Linked DNA regions of Mus musculus: all the other regions are linked to region 2. Evidence: chromatin contacts called from public Hi-C data. All regions are on one chromosome and are shown on one strand. Each heading gives the region's core, a stretch centred on a gene start, on an enhancer-like site or on the middle of the called end of the contact. The rest is flanking DNA. Distances are from core to core; before and after follow the strand shown.

Evidence for each region. Hi-C and Micro-C count contacts between places; a contact is called where the count stands out from the background.
Region 1: a contact with region 2 is called in a Hi-C map of the N1E-115 cell line, with 4 times the contacts expected there. The contact joins two enhancer-like sites. A contact is called at or near these places in 16 of 484 Hi-C or Micro-C datasets (the HPC-5 cell line, the N1E-115 cell line, Sertoli cells and 9 more), 2 of 115 datasets of contacts at active chromatin or transcription factors (astrocytes and bone marrow-derived dendritic cells) and 1 of 9 other capture datasets (embryonic stem cells).
Region 3: a Hi-C map of the N1E-115 cell line shows a contact between it and region 2, with 7 times the contacts expected there. The contact joins two enhancer-like sites. A contact is called at or near these places in 8 of 484 Hi-C or Micro-C datasets (the G1E-ER4 cell line, the N1E-115 cell line, adipose-derived mesenchymal stem cells and 5 more) and 1 of 115 datasets of contacts at active chromatin or transcription factors (astrocytes).
Region 4: a contact with region 2 is called in a Hi-C map of the N1E-115 cell line, with 19 times the contacts expected there. The contact joins two enhancer-like sites. A contact is called at or near these places in 2 of 484 Hi-C or Micro-C datasets (the N1E-115 cell line and cortical neurons).

What each region holds. Positions count from the first base shown.
Region 1 is chr13:94,326,790-94,330,652 of GRCm38.p6, forward strand. No RefSeq gene overlaps it. Among named protein-coding and RNA genes, the nearest start is that of Gm41022, 22 kb to the left of the region's middle. Within about 2 kb of position 1,507, at least 61 of the 459 cell types and tissues checked have an H3K27ac peak or open chromatin away from gene starts, as enhancers often do. A contact at or near this core is called in the N1E-115 cell line, where this site is marked.
Region 2 is chr13:93,792,501-93,796,018 of GRCm38.p6, forward strand. Arsb (arylsulfatase B) reads left to right here. Exons shown (of 8, transcript NM_009712.3): 3 at 1,528-1,718. Among named protein-coding and RNA genes, the nearest start is that of Mir5624, 3.5 kb to the left of the region's middle. Within about 2 kb of position 1,826, at least 1 of the 459 cell types and tissues checked has an H3K27ac peak or open chromatin away from gene starts, as enhancers often do. A contact at or near this core is called in the N1E-115 cell line, where this site is marked.
Region 3 is chr13:94,447,704-94,451,145 of GRCm38.p6, forward strand. Ap3b1 (adaptor-related protein complex 3, beta 1 subunit) reads left to right here. Exons shown (of 27, transcript NM_009680.3): 12 at 750-812; 13 at 3,250-3,382. Among named protein-coding and RNA genes, the nearest start is that of Ap3b1, 90 kb to the left of the region's middle. Within about 2 kb of position 1,353, at least 3 of the 459 cell types and tissues checked have an H3K27ac peak or open chromatin away from gene starts, as enhancers often do. A contact at or near this core is called in the N1E-115 cell line, where this site is marked.
Region 4 is chr13:94,562,939-94,566,453 of GRCm38.p6, forward strand. It overlaps Ap3b1 (adaptor-related protein complex 3, beta 1 subunit), which reads left to right. Exons shown (of 27, transcript NM_009680.3): 27 at 2,667-3,378. The coding sequence ends at 2,820. Among named protein-coding and RNA genes, the nearest start is that of Gm32305, 130 kb to the right of the region's middle. Within about 2 kb of position 1,568, at least 18 of the 459 cell types and tissues checked have an H3K27ac peak or open chromatin away from gene starts, as enhancers often do. A contact at or near this core is called in the N1E-115 cell line, where this site is marked.

The DNA of each region.
Region 1 (3,863 bases), core at 257-2,756, 530 kb after region 2:
CTGGTTAATCCACTCTGATCGCCTGGGGGCAGTGAGAGTTCCTCGCTAACCGTTCCAATCTCTGGATTCTCGAATGAAAGACACACACACATACCACACACACACACACACACACACACACACACACACACACACACACACACACTTATGTTTAATATGCCTTAAACAGCTCAATGGTCGGGCACTTTCAAACCTCCCCACGGCTAACACACTCTCCCATCTGACATACCTGAATTATTATTTACTAAAACCCACATTCCATCTTGGTTGCCCCAGATCCAAGTCTGCAGCCTCCCGGGGCCACGGTCTTACATGTTGACCGTCTCTCTGACTTGTACTTCTCATGCCTGATCTTTCTGCTTCCCCATCATGGAAGCTCTGCCTTCTCCCTGATCCCCTTTGCCCGAGAATCCTACAGTCCTGCCTCTATCTCCCTACCCAGCCATTGGCTGCTAGCAACTTTATTCACCAATCAGAACCAGCTGGGGGCAGGAACCCCATGGCAATCGATTGTATGTTTGGGGAGTCTCTGGGCAATTCAAACAAAGGCTTCCCATGTCTGGCCTCAAGGATCTTGTTAGGCAGTCTTTGGCTCTTGGAGGGATCACTGTCAGCCCAGATGAGAGAAGCTCACTAAAACTGTATACGGATACATATACATTATGCATTGTAGACTTCCTTTAGGTAAATAGTGCTATGATTCTCTGTGGATTTTTCAGACATCCATATTGTTATTTTACCACCTCCTTCCCTTTCCTGTATTTACCTCCAGCCTGAGGAGTGTCCCTTTTATGCTTTCCTGATAAGATTGCTTGTGCCCTGCTAAGCCCCTTTCTATTGCTTCCCAACTTCTGTCTCCCAGCAATGGTCTATGCCCTTGGCTTAGGGGGTCTTCCTCCTCCGTGCTTATAATTCAAAGCTTTGGGTTTTCCCTGCTGTCTCACATTTCCTGTGCATTTCTTTCCTGTGTTGAAAGATGTTTTTTCATGTTCTTGTCTTATTTGATTTAGGTCCTCTATTTTATCTTTGAGATGCAGTATTCTGTCATCTGCTTGATGTGTTCTTTAAGTTATGTGTTTCCTAGATGGACTACTGCATTTTTTGTTTATTCATCTTTATTTCAGCTTGAGTCCTCTTCAGTGTTTCTACCTCCTCACTGAATTCCATCTTTGTTACTTCCAATGTTATGTCCAAATCTCAGAGACCCCAAGGACCACCAAGGAGTCCACCATTCTGATGTAAGGCACATAAGGGTCTTTTATTACAACCTCGAGCAGGAACTCTCACTGTCACCAACACAATGGATCCAGAATGAGCCCTGAGCTCAGGGGAGGCAGAGCTTTTGTAGAGAATACCTCACACTCAGTAATTTTCCACATTAAGTCGGCTTCTGATTGGTTAGTATTTCAAACTTGTTTTTCTGGTTCGAACAGGAAGGAACCTTCACAAAATGGTTTTAAAGGTCAGCCCTCAGGACTGTTGAGTCATTTATCAGCAAGGCCACCTGGGTCCCTTAGAGAAGCACAGATTTCTCCTGATTGGCTGTTGCTGTGGGACCAGGCCCTGATCTCGTCCTGCTCAGGTCTTCTCTGTGGTCTTTTTCCTTGGACTAGGGAGCTGGCTGCAGGGTTGATATGTGCAGGGGCCTGCATTCAAAATGGAGTAGTTGCCTAGGTCTCACACCATCAGCCTTATTTATGTCTGTGTTTTCTAGGGCTTCCCTCAGGCATTTTTCTCCTTAAGCTCCTTCCTCGTGCTTTTAATTGAGCTGTTTCTTTGTTCTGTCTTTCAACTCCTTGGATTCTTTGAGTAGGTTTGTGATTCTTCTTTCAATGTCTGTGCCCTGGAGTTCATCTGGGTAATTCTCATTGACAAGCACTTCTACAGGCCTGGCAGGTTTTGGAGAGGAGATACTGGCTTGATCTTTCAGATTGGTGGGATTTCTGCAATGAGACCCAGCTATGTGTGTTTCCTTTGTTCTGAGTTTGTAATGGGTGGGACAGGCTGGGGGTGGGGAAGAGAAGATGAGAAGGTAGGTTCTTTGTAGAGCAATGGTTCTCAGCCTTCCTTTAATATAGCTCATGTTGTGGTAACTCCCAACCAAAAAATGATTTCACTGATATATATATATCATAACTGTAATTTTGCTGCTGTTATGAATCCTTTTTGATTTTTTCTTCCCCCCCCCCCCCCAGACAGGGTTTCTCTGTGTAGACCTGGCTGTCCTGGAATTCACTTTGTAGACCAGGCTGGCCTTGAACTCAGAAATCCACCTGCCTTTGCCTCCCAAGTGCTGGGATCAAAGGTGTGCGCCACCACCGCCTAGCTTGTTGTTATGAATCCTAATGTAAATATTTTTCAGACATAGTGGGTTGCCACGGGGGTCGCGACCCACAGGTTGAGAACCACTGGCATTACGCCTTTGTTGTTGTTGCTTTTTTTTTTTTTTTTTTTTTTTTTTTTTTTTTTTAAATGGCTTGGGTGGAATGAAGTCAGATAGATGTAGGGAACTGGACTGGATGGAGTACAGGATGTGCTTCCTGTTCCAAGCCTTAGAGTGTGGGGGTAGATCTGAGTGGATAGGTTGGATAGGATGTGGGAGAATCCTGTGATTTGGCAGATGGGTACCAAGGATACTAGCTCAAACCTAGAGTCCCTCTGCAGTGAAGGCATGGAGGGCCCGGATAAGGAGAGACACTGGCTGATTGTTGAATATGCATGGATGAGGAGGGTGGATTATTCGCCAGGGTAGACCCTAGAAGGTGTGTGTGAGAAGTCTGGGTTTGAAGTGGGATGCTTGAGGCAGCATAAAAGTCCTGTGGGTGGGATCACGGGTAGGGAAAGTCCTGGTGGAAGCCTAGAGGTTATCTGGGACACAAGAGGAGTGGGTGGGACTAGCCCCAGGCACCGGAAGTAGGACCCTGCAGAAGGGTAGGTTTCCCATGCTCCAGTGGTTGGCCCCATAAACACACGGGCAGCCCTAGTCTCTCTCTCTCTCTCTCTCTCTCTCTCTCTCTCTCTCTCTCTCTCTCTCTCTCTCTCTCTCTCTCTCTCCCTCTCTCTCCCTCTCTCTCCCTCTCTAGCTTTTTACTGACTGTATCTTATGTAATGGCACTTAACTTTTTCAGACAGTGTAACCATTTTTAAATTTCAGATGAAATCTTGAACTTGAATTTTCTTTTATGAACATCTAACAGATAAGAGAAAAATAATATATTTCTATTGATTTAAAATATTTTGCCTTCTTCCATGTGTTCCTTTAGTGAACATAGTACATTTTCACAGTAGTAGCAATAGCAAAATCTTTCTGAGTCACACGACTGCAAGCACTAGGCTAGACTCTTTGTCTGCATCCACTGTTCAATCCTTATAACAATTCCCTCTTCTCTACCTTCTCCTTTCTTCCCTCCCTCCTCCTCCCCTTCCTCTCTCCCTCCCTCTCTCCCCTCTCTCTGCTCATCTCTCTCCCTCGTTATGACCAACATTTCATTTCACTGATAGCTCATCCAAGGACTCATAGAATTTTTGATAGCCATTGATCTGCCTCACACAGCTACTGGAGCCTCACCAAATTGATCAGCCCATGGACCCAGAGCTTAGAACCACTGCTAATAAAGGGCCATCTAAGCAAGCAGGAAGCACTGCAAAACTGTCTCAGTTAGCAATGAGAAGCAAGCCTGCCTCCATACCCCACAGGCAGCCTTGCCAAGGGAGCATTCTGAACTCAATCTCTGTAAAATACTGCAAGTCAGTTAAATTATCGTATGTCTTGACAACAATGAAAGGAAGCCAAGAAGAGCTAGGCACTGCAATTTGGTTCATGATTTGATTGGTATCATGATTTACTAAATTACTTTTTCTGA
Region 2 (3,518 bases), core at 576-3,075:
GGAGTCCGTTCTCTTCTTCCTCTGTGTGGATCGCAGGGATCAGACTAAGGTTGTTAGGTTTGGTGGCAAGCACCTTTCCTCATTGAGCCATCTCACCAGCCCTGAAATTATTTTTTTTGTGAATACAATTTTTTCTATTCCATATTAAGTAGTAAATATGTTGGATTTATTTCCTATAAATATAGATAAAATCACACAATAAGTTATGTTGATGTCATATACTAATTATATTCAGGACCTTGAACTTATTTGATCATGAAAAATAGTTAATCTAAAATCAATTGAATTATTACATAAGCTGTATAAGACTCTTTAATTGTCACTGTATACAAAATTCATGAGAAAGGAAAGAGCTAGGCCCATTTTTCATCATTTTAAGACTAAAAGGGAATATATTTAAGAATATAGCTAAGAGCTCATCAAAGTTTATTTCTTTTTAATAGCTTTATTAGGGTATAATTCATATACTATACAGTTTACCCAATTAACGTATTTAATTTAGCGATTTTTAAACAATGTGAGAGATTGTGCCATTATCACCACAATTCAGTTGTAGGAAACCACACACACACACACACACACACACACACACACACATGTATGTCACAAAAAGAAACCAAATCCCATGAGCAGTCATCACGGGCCTCCAGGCAACCAGAGCCCTGGGCCATCCGTCACTAACCACTTTCTGCCCTCTGTTGATTGGCCTTTTCTGAGCAAGTCTGTCAATTTAATCATAATATGCAGCCCAGCTTATTTTCACATTTTCAAAACACGATCACTTGCAGAACAACGATTAGTTGGGGCGTTTCTGTTTCTCCTGTGCTTTCCTCTTTGTTATGGGATCTGGGCTCTAGAAACAGGGGAGTTGACAGGCCACTGGGCTCAGTAAGCACTGCATCTCTGAGCAGCGGGGCAAGGTTCACAGTCTAGACAGAATGCTGCTCTTTGATCTCTGGGGCTGCTCAGCTGGGATAGAGAGCTTGTATTAGGAAAGGTTTATATTTTTCCACCAGTGGGTGTCAGCATTTGACTAAATATAACTCCGGCAAAGGCCCCGTCCATAAATAACCACAGAAATCCATCTCCCAACCTCAGTAGCAACAAATGACACGATCTGAACCCTGTTTTTAGTATTTTACAAGTAAAACCTTGTAACACATTAGTGGTGCGTTATCTTTTTTCTTAGGCAATTTTAAAGAATTAGCATCTGGTTGCTTCCTGAACTTAAACTCTGATTTCTAAAAACCTTTTCCCACAGATCAACCATGTATAAAGAGTTGACAAGCGAGAACAGATGCTCTAAAAGACTCAAGTGAGGAAGGGCCTTGGATTTCCATGTAGTGCCATTTCAGTGGTGTCTCTAACAAATATAGAGATGTTAAGAAGAGAACCCTGATTAGCCCTGTCATTTGATTAGCCTCGTCATGGGCAATCAGTTGCATTAGGCAATTAACTGCTGGAACATTCGTTTGCCTAACAAGCTTTCTGCCATGCCGACTGTTTCTTCTCCCATTCTTCTTGCAGGATACCTCCTAGGCAGTGAAGACTATTACACCCACGAGGCCTGTGCGCCGATTGAGTCTTTGAATGGTACCCGCTGTGCGCTTGACTTAAGAGATGGTGAAGAACCTGCAAAAGAGTATAACAATATTTACTCAACAAACATATTTACCAAAAGGGCTACAACCGTCATAGCTAACCACCCACCGGAGAAAGTAAGGCTTCCTCCTTTAATATTGTCAAAATCTTGTTGCTTCCAAGGGAGTGTGTGTGTGTGTGTGTGTGTGTGTGTGTGTGTGTAATATAACATTTTAGAGCATGTTCCAGTTAGCCAGAAAGGGAAGGTTGTTAGAAGTGAAGAATTTGGATCTTCCTCAGGTCTGGGAGAAAGTACTTAGGAACGCCCAAGAGATGAGTCTCACAGGAAGGGACCCTGGGCTGCAGATGGAGGAAGGCTGTCTGTCCTTCAGCATTTCAGTGGAAACCCTGCTCACTCTTATGATGCTTTATGTGTGTGCACAGTAAGTGGTTAGCAAAATCAGGCTTCAGGATTCCAGACAGGTGTCTGTGCTCGAGGCAGGGCTCCGTTGGGAAGAAGTGTTGGGAACTCAGGGGCTAGAGAAAATCCTCTCATTCTATATTTTTCTCTTCAGGATTATTTTGGTTAGTCTTAATCTTTTGTATCCCCATGCTAATTTTAGAGTAGGTTGACCAATTTTTACTAAGAAAACAGAAGTTGGCTGTTTGATTGGTTGGTATTCACTGACCAACTTAATGGAAATGACCGTCTTAGCAATACTGGGTTTTTACAATTAATATGCATGGTATATTGGTTTTTACAGACACCATAGGCGCCTATCAGGTATGTCACGTGCAGACTTAGCTGCAGGTAGGAAGAGAGAAGAGTTGTGAGAAGTCTTAAATGCAAATTGTCTGGATTCAGCACATAGGTGCTTTGGGAACAGAGCAGATTTTTGTGTTGTGAGACACTGGGCTCAAAGCGTGTCCTTATGAAGAATTGTATTAGCACACTCACAAAAATTGGCCTTCAGTGGGACATGGAAAATTTGAGAAAGTGTCCAGGTCCTTCCAGTTCTCTGCACTTTGTCTCTTTGACGATGCGTGAACCCTCAGCAGGCAGGGTTCTGGCTTGTGTATCTGTTCAGACTTAGTGACCTGCTAATGACTCTGTCTGCTACGGAATCTTCCAAGCTCTGTCTTCTATACTCTCAGTCAGTATGAGGGATTCTCCCTGGTGGCTGTTCTCAGTTTTGCCATACTTTAGGTACTTAAGAGCTGACATCGTCACCTGACATCTCTAGGTAACTATGTCTGCCATGAAACATGAAGAAAGGGGAGCATTCTCTCAAATGTTTAGAAACCTGCACATTTTAAGTCTAGATTTAAAACCAGAATGGTTGGTGGGCTAGGAAGGTGGCTTCATATAACATTAAATGGATAAGAAGATGCAACTGGGGTGAAATAGTTCTGTGGGGAGGGGGAGTTATAAGCTGGGGGCTGTGGGGAAAGGCTTGAAACCAAGGACAACAGGAGGCCCTAAGAGCCCGTGCACCACAAAGAGGTATTGTTAGCAATGGTGCCTCTTGCTGGCTGTATTATAGCTCTTAATTGTATGTGAGGCATTTTATGGATATGGCCTAATACCAAGAAAGCCAAAGTAAGGCTTTCAGGGAACTCTTTATTATCCTTTGATAGAAGGATAGAAGACACGCTGTTTGTTTAAGCAAACAGGCTTGGAGAAATGAAGTGACTTGTTCAAAGCCACGGGACTGTGTGAAGTCAGAGTCAGGATGTAACCTCTCACTTTGGACTCCAAGAGCATCTGCCTTTATTCGCCATCCCTAGTCACAGCTCGTGCAGAGATGTTGAATCCCAGTTCATATTCAGCTCCACAGTCCCGGTCTTGACAGCATATTAGGACCTCCTGGGACATTTGGAAGAAATAGTGATATCAGATATTGTAAGGCATTAATATTTCATCCCCTTATCAGTGA
Region 3 (3,442 bases), core at 103-2,602, 650 kb after region 2:
AAAATGAATAGTCAAGTCATATTCTTAGAGAGCAGTTTCCCAGCAGATACAGAAAATAAGTAAACTATACACAGAATATATAAAGTATTTTTTTCTGTAGTCTCTGCCTTTTAATTAGAGTGTTTATCGCATTTACTGTTAATGTAGTACTTGATATGAAAGTGCTGATAGGCATCTTGAATTAGTTTCCTGTTGGTATCATCTGTTTGTGCCTACCTTCAGAATAATTAAATCTTTTCTGTGGGTAAAACATATTTCTAACAACCTCAGTGGGTATAGACTTTTAATTTCACATTTCTTACATTTATAAATCCAGGAATAGAGATTAAAATTATCTAAGCATCTGGGTAGGTAGGAAATAAGGTAGCCAATCAAGAAAATTAATTGTTATCTGGAAAACAGAAGTACTACATGAAGAACATATTGTTTTCTAACTTTATTAATAAAAAATACAAGTTGAGCTAACAAATTGTTTAGGTTAATTAGATATAAATTGTAAAATTAAGACAATTAGTGAAGATGTGGGATTTATTTCCTAATTATTTTTTTTAAGAACTGTGTAATTATCTAGTCTCTGTAGATTTAAGGAAACAAACTAAGATCACTTCAAGGGTATAGAGTCCCATATGACAGTGATTTTTTTTTTTTTATTTTAAAAGACTCAACTTTTAATTAGATGTTTATGCTCTATTACATTCACCTTTTTGTGTTTTAAAATGTTTACTTTCTCTTTTTTTTTTCTACTGTAGCTTGAAATTTTGACAAACTTGGCAAATGAAGCCAACATATCAACTCTTCTTCGAGAATTTCAGGTTTGCATACAATGCTAATTATAATTTCTAAAATATGTTCAATCTTAAGTTAAATATGCCTCCTACTCAATCTAGAAATACACAGTTGCACAAATAGAAGAGATTTAGGAAAAGATCAGGTGCTAGGAAGTTTTTCTGTTCTTGAGAATAAACATTAACCACAAATAGAGACTTAAAGTAAACAGAGCAGCCTTGGCTTCTCGCTCTGTTTCCCTATCACTGGAGAGAGTGGCTTATGATTTGGCTCAAAATTCTGTTTTCTATCCGCATTGGTCCTTTCTGTGCTCCAAAAGCTCTTTCTGTGCCTGTGAAGACAGCGTTTGCCACCTTGTTGTGCCTGTGAAGACAGCGTTTGCCACCTCGTTGCCCTGTCTGGTTGACCTGTCTCTAGTTTAGGGACCCCTTTAACTTAAGCTATATTGTCGGATCACTTAAAAACAGCTGTGTGGGAAGTGGTGACTTCACCTCCTGGTGAAAGGTGCTTGCCGCCGAGCCTGCCAACTGGAGTTCAATCTCGAGGACCCTGTGCTGGAAGGAGAGAACCGACTTGGATTAGATTATTTCTTGGGTTTATGTACTTTATGATGGGTGGATCAACGGTGAAGCCATTGAGGGAAAAAGCGCAGCAGCAGAAAACCACGCCCTATCCAGCACCTCTGGAGGTGCTGTTAGCTTCTTCATCAGCCCACACAGAATTTCTCCTTACCTTTATATGGATGCCATGTTTTCTTTTAATCAGTGGTTCTCAACCTTCCTAATGCTGCAACCCTTTAATACAGTTCCTCATGTTGTGGTGACCCCCGGTCATAAAATTATCTTTGTTGCTACTTCATGAATCCTGCTGCTGTATGGATCATAATGTAAATATGTTGAGAACCACTGTTTTTAACTACACACACACACACACACATAGACACACACAGACACACACACACATAGACACACATACACAGACACACACACACAGAGACACACTCACACGCTTCGGGACTATTAGAATGTAGCTGCATGCCCGTGATTCCTTTGTTCTCACCTGGGTTCCTGAATTTCCATCCCGTTTACATTTTTCTAGAAATATTCATGATAAAATTAGAATACTGTAAAGCCATCTCTTTGTGGGCAGGCCACAAAATTGGGTTTCTCATCTCGTCTCTTAGGCCAGAGATTGATGTTGGGTTTAGCTTTACGTCACTCACATAATCTGATTTCACCCCGTTGCTCTTTCCTGTGTCCCCAGTCCCTCATCTTGTGTAATCTTGTCATCTTTCCGCACATGTCTAGCCCCCGAGGACAGCAGGAGGCAGGCCTTTGTGCTCTCTGGCGTGGTCTGTGAGCCTCTGCAGGTTTTGTTCATCTGTGTATTTCATTTCCTGGGAGTGTGTTGTGTAAGGACTTCTCAGCAGAACGGTTGACTCCTTCCTTTGTGTGTTCATTCTTAGCACTGTCTAATTTAGTATATCATTTCTGTTTATGTATTTTCTTTATACTTATTTATAATTTGTTTGTGAGTAACATAGGCTTCCTGAACGACTCAAATGCATTCTTTTTTATTATAGCAATTAAATTCCCTGTTTAGGAGCAGTTTTAAGTCCACTTTGGTTTTTCTTTGCATGGAACTAGAAAGCTCCCATTGTTTCTTCAACATTTCGCCATCTCCTTGAGACTTTGCATTAAATTCCTATAGTGTTTACATATCTTTTGTTTTTTCTTTGATTTCTTATTTAGATAACTGTTTTAATGCATATTTGTCATAGATAGCCATAGAGTTAATTTTGTATTGCATATTTAGAATTTGAGGTTAGGAATCTTTTTTGAAAACTATAAAAGCTTTGGTTTTATATTAGAAAAGTTGTAACAGAAGTCACAAAATATGTAAGGTTGTCAGGAAAGACCTTCCTTTGTAAGTCAGATCTATTTTAAGTTTATGTTAATATGTATGCACACTGTGTATTTAAGGTGCTTGTAGCTGAGTGAGCTAGAACTCACGGAGCTGTTGGACCCTCATAGACACTCCTAACCCTCCGTGCCAGGTTGTCATTACTAGCAGATTGCTCCTTTTTTCCTTTTCTCTGAACTTTAGGTTTAGTGTTCTCTCCGTGGGCTCACAGGCACCGCTGGGTAAATGAACTGAAACCTTCCCAGAGCATGTTCCCAGCATCTTCCACCCTGGCTCTGGAGCTAATTGCTGTTTTGGGGTGATGCTCGCCACTGTCTGCTTTGGAGCCTTGAGCTACTCGCTGCAGTGAATGACCCTGGCTTGAAAATGTCCCTTTGCCAAAGGGACATTAAGTTATAAGCGATGAAAGACGTTAAGCAATCATTTGGGGCCCCTGTTAGGCTTAAGAGAATTCTAAATTTTTTGTCCTGACAAAGCTATAAAAATGGGCTTTGATTCACTTGATAACGCCAATGTTGAAACTAATCAAACTGTTTTTAGACCTACGTGAGAAGCCAGGACAAACAGTTTGCAGCAGCCACTATTCAGACCATAGGCAGATGTGCAACCAGCATTAGCGAGGTCACCGACACATGCCTCAACGGCCTGGTCTGCCTGCTGTCCAACAGGGATGGTGAGTTCATAGGTTCACTTTATTTTTATATGGTTCATAATTGTATATTCTCAGTAAGTC
Region 4 (3,515 bases), core at 318-2,817, 770 kb after region 2:
GCCCCGGCTTTCCTGTGCCTGATCTTTCAGGCAGAGAATTTTAAAACAGGATTTGAAAAACATGCCCAGGATACTGATTTTAATCTCTATAAACATACTGACATTTGTCTTTGCCTAGCCAGTGTTATTGTACATTAACTCTTTCCGTTGTTAATGGAAGAGAAATGAAGTGTGCCTTGGGGCTCTGCCGGCCTGACATTCAGATGGTGCTCTGTGTTCCCATTCAGGCATAATCTTCTCTGAGGTCCCAAGGCACAAGTGTTAAGTAAATAAAGGGACTAAGAAGACTGCTGTTGACATAATTATAGCCCTGTCAGATAGAGACCTCTGTTGAAATATTTGTTGAATGAATTACAAGTATGGTGACCAGATCTATGGGGAGAGTTGAGTAAATGAATGGAATATAGAGCCACTGTATCCTTGTGACTAGTTTAGCAAACTATAGAATTATCATTCTCCTATGAAGCTAAACCGCCTTTAAAGTTTAGACATGGAGGCTGGAGAAATGGCTCAGTAGTTAAGCGGGCTAACTGACTTTCCAGCGGTCTTGTGTTCAGTTTGTAGCATCTACCTAAGGTGACTCACAACTGGCTATGCCCTCAGCTTCAGGGGGCCCCAGCCCTCTTCTAGACTGTGTGGGCCTGCAGACACCCACACAGACACATAGGCATATTTCCTTTTAATTTAGACAAGATAAGTGCATTCATCTGTAGGGGTGATAAGAGATGAGGGAGTGGTATGTATTCTCACAAAGGGAAGAAGGAGGAGGTGCCCACAGTGCCTCACCTCTTGTGTGCCCATACAAAAATCAGATATATACATACATATATACATATATATAAATATATGTGTGTGTGTGTGTGTGTGTGTGTGTGTGTGTGTGTGTGTGTGTGTATACATACATATATATGGAGCTTATTTTTAAAAATGAAACAAAACTCCTTAGGAACATGGTTGTGATTTACACTCCTAAACTGGTTCACCTCTCTGTTGAAACTGTCTCTAATTCTTACAAGTTTCCAGCATGTTTGAGGCTATGCAGAAAATGGTTAGAAAGGTTGCTGACGCGCCTTGCTAACGCACCATTAGCTGGTGTTTTACTATGTGTTGTCAGAGCGCCGAGAATATTTTCAGCCAAGTGAGATGAGGATGGTTGTCTTGTTGTCGGTGAAGATCTCATTTCCATCGTTCTCTTTAGGCCAAACACGACTTGTTAGATTTTTAAAAAGAAAAAGAATCTAATGTGTTAGATAAGCTCTTGATGTCATTTTTTAAGACTCAAAAAAGAAATTACTTTTGATTTAAAGAGAATCTGCTTCCTGCTTAAGTGGCTAATATTTTAATTAAGTCGGGAGTGAAGTTTTTCTGAGTGTCTCCTGATAAACTCCCTCTTTTATGTTGATGGTAATTAAACAGATCCCTGAGGACCCCGCTGGCTCTGTGCGAGGCCCATGCTAATTGTCAGACATGAGACACTGACCAGTTGGTTTGCTCTTGAATAGTCCGCAGCATGCTGTCAGCTCGGCAGTTTTATTTGTATGTATTGTGAGCTGTTGTCAGGGCTAACTGGGTGCCATTGTGGCTGAAGATGTCGCGCAAATTGAGGCAGATGGCTCAGATTCAGACACGTGTCACCCAGAGAGGGGAAAGGGGATTGGCCCTGCAAAGTGGGGTCACAGCAGGTCACAGACCTGCTCCACACTTGTTAGTGTGTTCAGAAGCTCATGTACAGCAACTTTGTCTTTCTCCAATCATCCCTGCAATCAGACTCCCTCCCCTCAAAATGTGCAGGGGGCAATGGAGGCCTAGGAGGGGGTGCCAGCCCTCCTCTGAGGCTTGCAGTCCCCTGTGCATGCAGAGTGAAGTAGCGGGGTTGACAGAAGTCCGCTGTGCCTCCCTCCCTCCGGCAGCTTTCCAGTCGACTGCAGTGTTACAAGGCTCGTTTTGCTTTTAATTCCATGTAATTGGTAGCTTCTTCGTGTCTTGGAATTTAGTAATAGCACATTAGACCTCAAGTTGCCTCTATTATATCCTAAAGCAAAAAGAAGGATCTAATGTCCTGAATATTAAATGAGGCTACGGGGTGGCGCTCGGCTGTCATGTGACTTTGTTTCATGTCACCATTAACAGTAGAGATTGAATTTGAATATTTTACGTGAGCCACTGAGACTTAGGAAGAATTTTATAATGTATATAAAATTATCTAACTTCTTGCATCCTTTTCAGATATGAGGAATTAAAATTCCAAGCACTTTGAGAAAGGTAATAGTTCTTACTGTGTCTTAGAAATAAAACTATGGCAGTGCATTTGAAGCAGCCCTGTGCGTGGTGACACTTTAGCCGTCAGGACAAGGGGTGTTTCCTAAGTACAGCCTAATGGAGAGTGCCCACACGCTTCTGCCGCTCAGACTAATGAGGAGCATAGGCCTCCTTTGCGTGTTCCGTGTGTGAGATGCGCTCGGGTGGCCTGCCTGCATGTGGGAAGCACGGGCTGGGCAGCTGATTGGTTTTCTAAAGGATGCTTGGCTTTGGTGTGGAACGGTAAGGCTCCTTGAGTAAATCGCGTCATTAAGAAAAAGAGTTACTTTAAGCCTGTTTGAACGGATGCCGTCTGCTCCTCCTTTTCCCCTCTCAGGATAAAAGGTCTCTCTTATGTGTTTTTGCAGGTTTGCAGCTAGAACTGTGCACAGTGGGTCGCTGATGCTAGTCACAGTGGAACTGAAGGAAGGCTCCACAGCCCAGCTTATCATCAACACCGAGAAAACCGTGATTGGTTCTGTTCTGCTGCGGGAGCTGAAGCCTGTCCTGTCCCAGGGGTAACCTGCTTACATCTGGACTTCAGAATCTGGCACACAACAAAAGTGCCTGGCACCCACTGCTGCTGCCTTTCATTTATAATAATAGCCCTTCCATCTGGCAGCAGGAAGAGCGCACTCTCGACATTCTTGTCTCTGCTTTAGAATGCTGCTGTGTCTGTCATGTGTGCACTCCTCGCCCCTCCTCGCTTTGCTAACCAAAGAACATATATTTTACTGTCCATTTCCTCAGCTCCCCAGTCCGAGTAGCATTTTCTCTGCCCTCCGACTTCTTTTGACCTCATCTTCCTTCTGGGTTTTGAGAACAGTGGGTGTGAATCAGTGCTTGGCAATCGTCCTTCTTACAGCAGTAAGCAAAAATTAGCAAGGAACGTGTCCGCATGGCCTCTCAGCTTGGTATGTGAAAAGGAAATAGCATACTTTTTCAAAAATAAATAAATAAAAATGGCATCTCTGAAAATCCCATTCTTTGATTTTCCTGGTATTGTAATTGGTTATTGACAATTGTCATCATGAAATTACCCCTGAATAATCAGGTAAATAAAGGAGTATATGAATAGCATTTGCCTCTCCTAATCCTTACTGGCTGAACTTTCTTTGTTCCAAAATATTTCTGGTCACACTGTGGAGAAACTTCTCCCAACAAGGTGAGCTGTTTGCTTCTTGGAGATGGGTTCACTGAGCAGCCTGCTCGCCTTA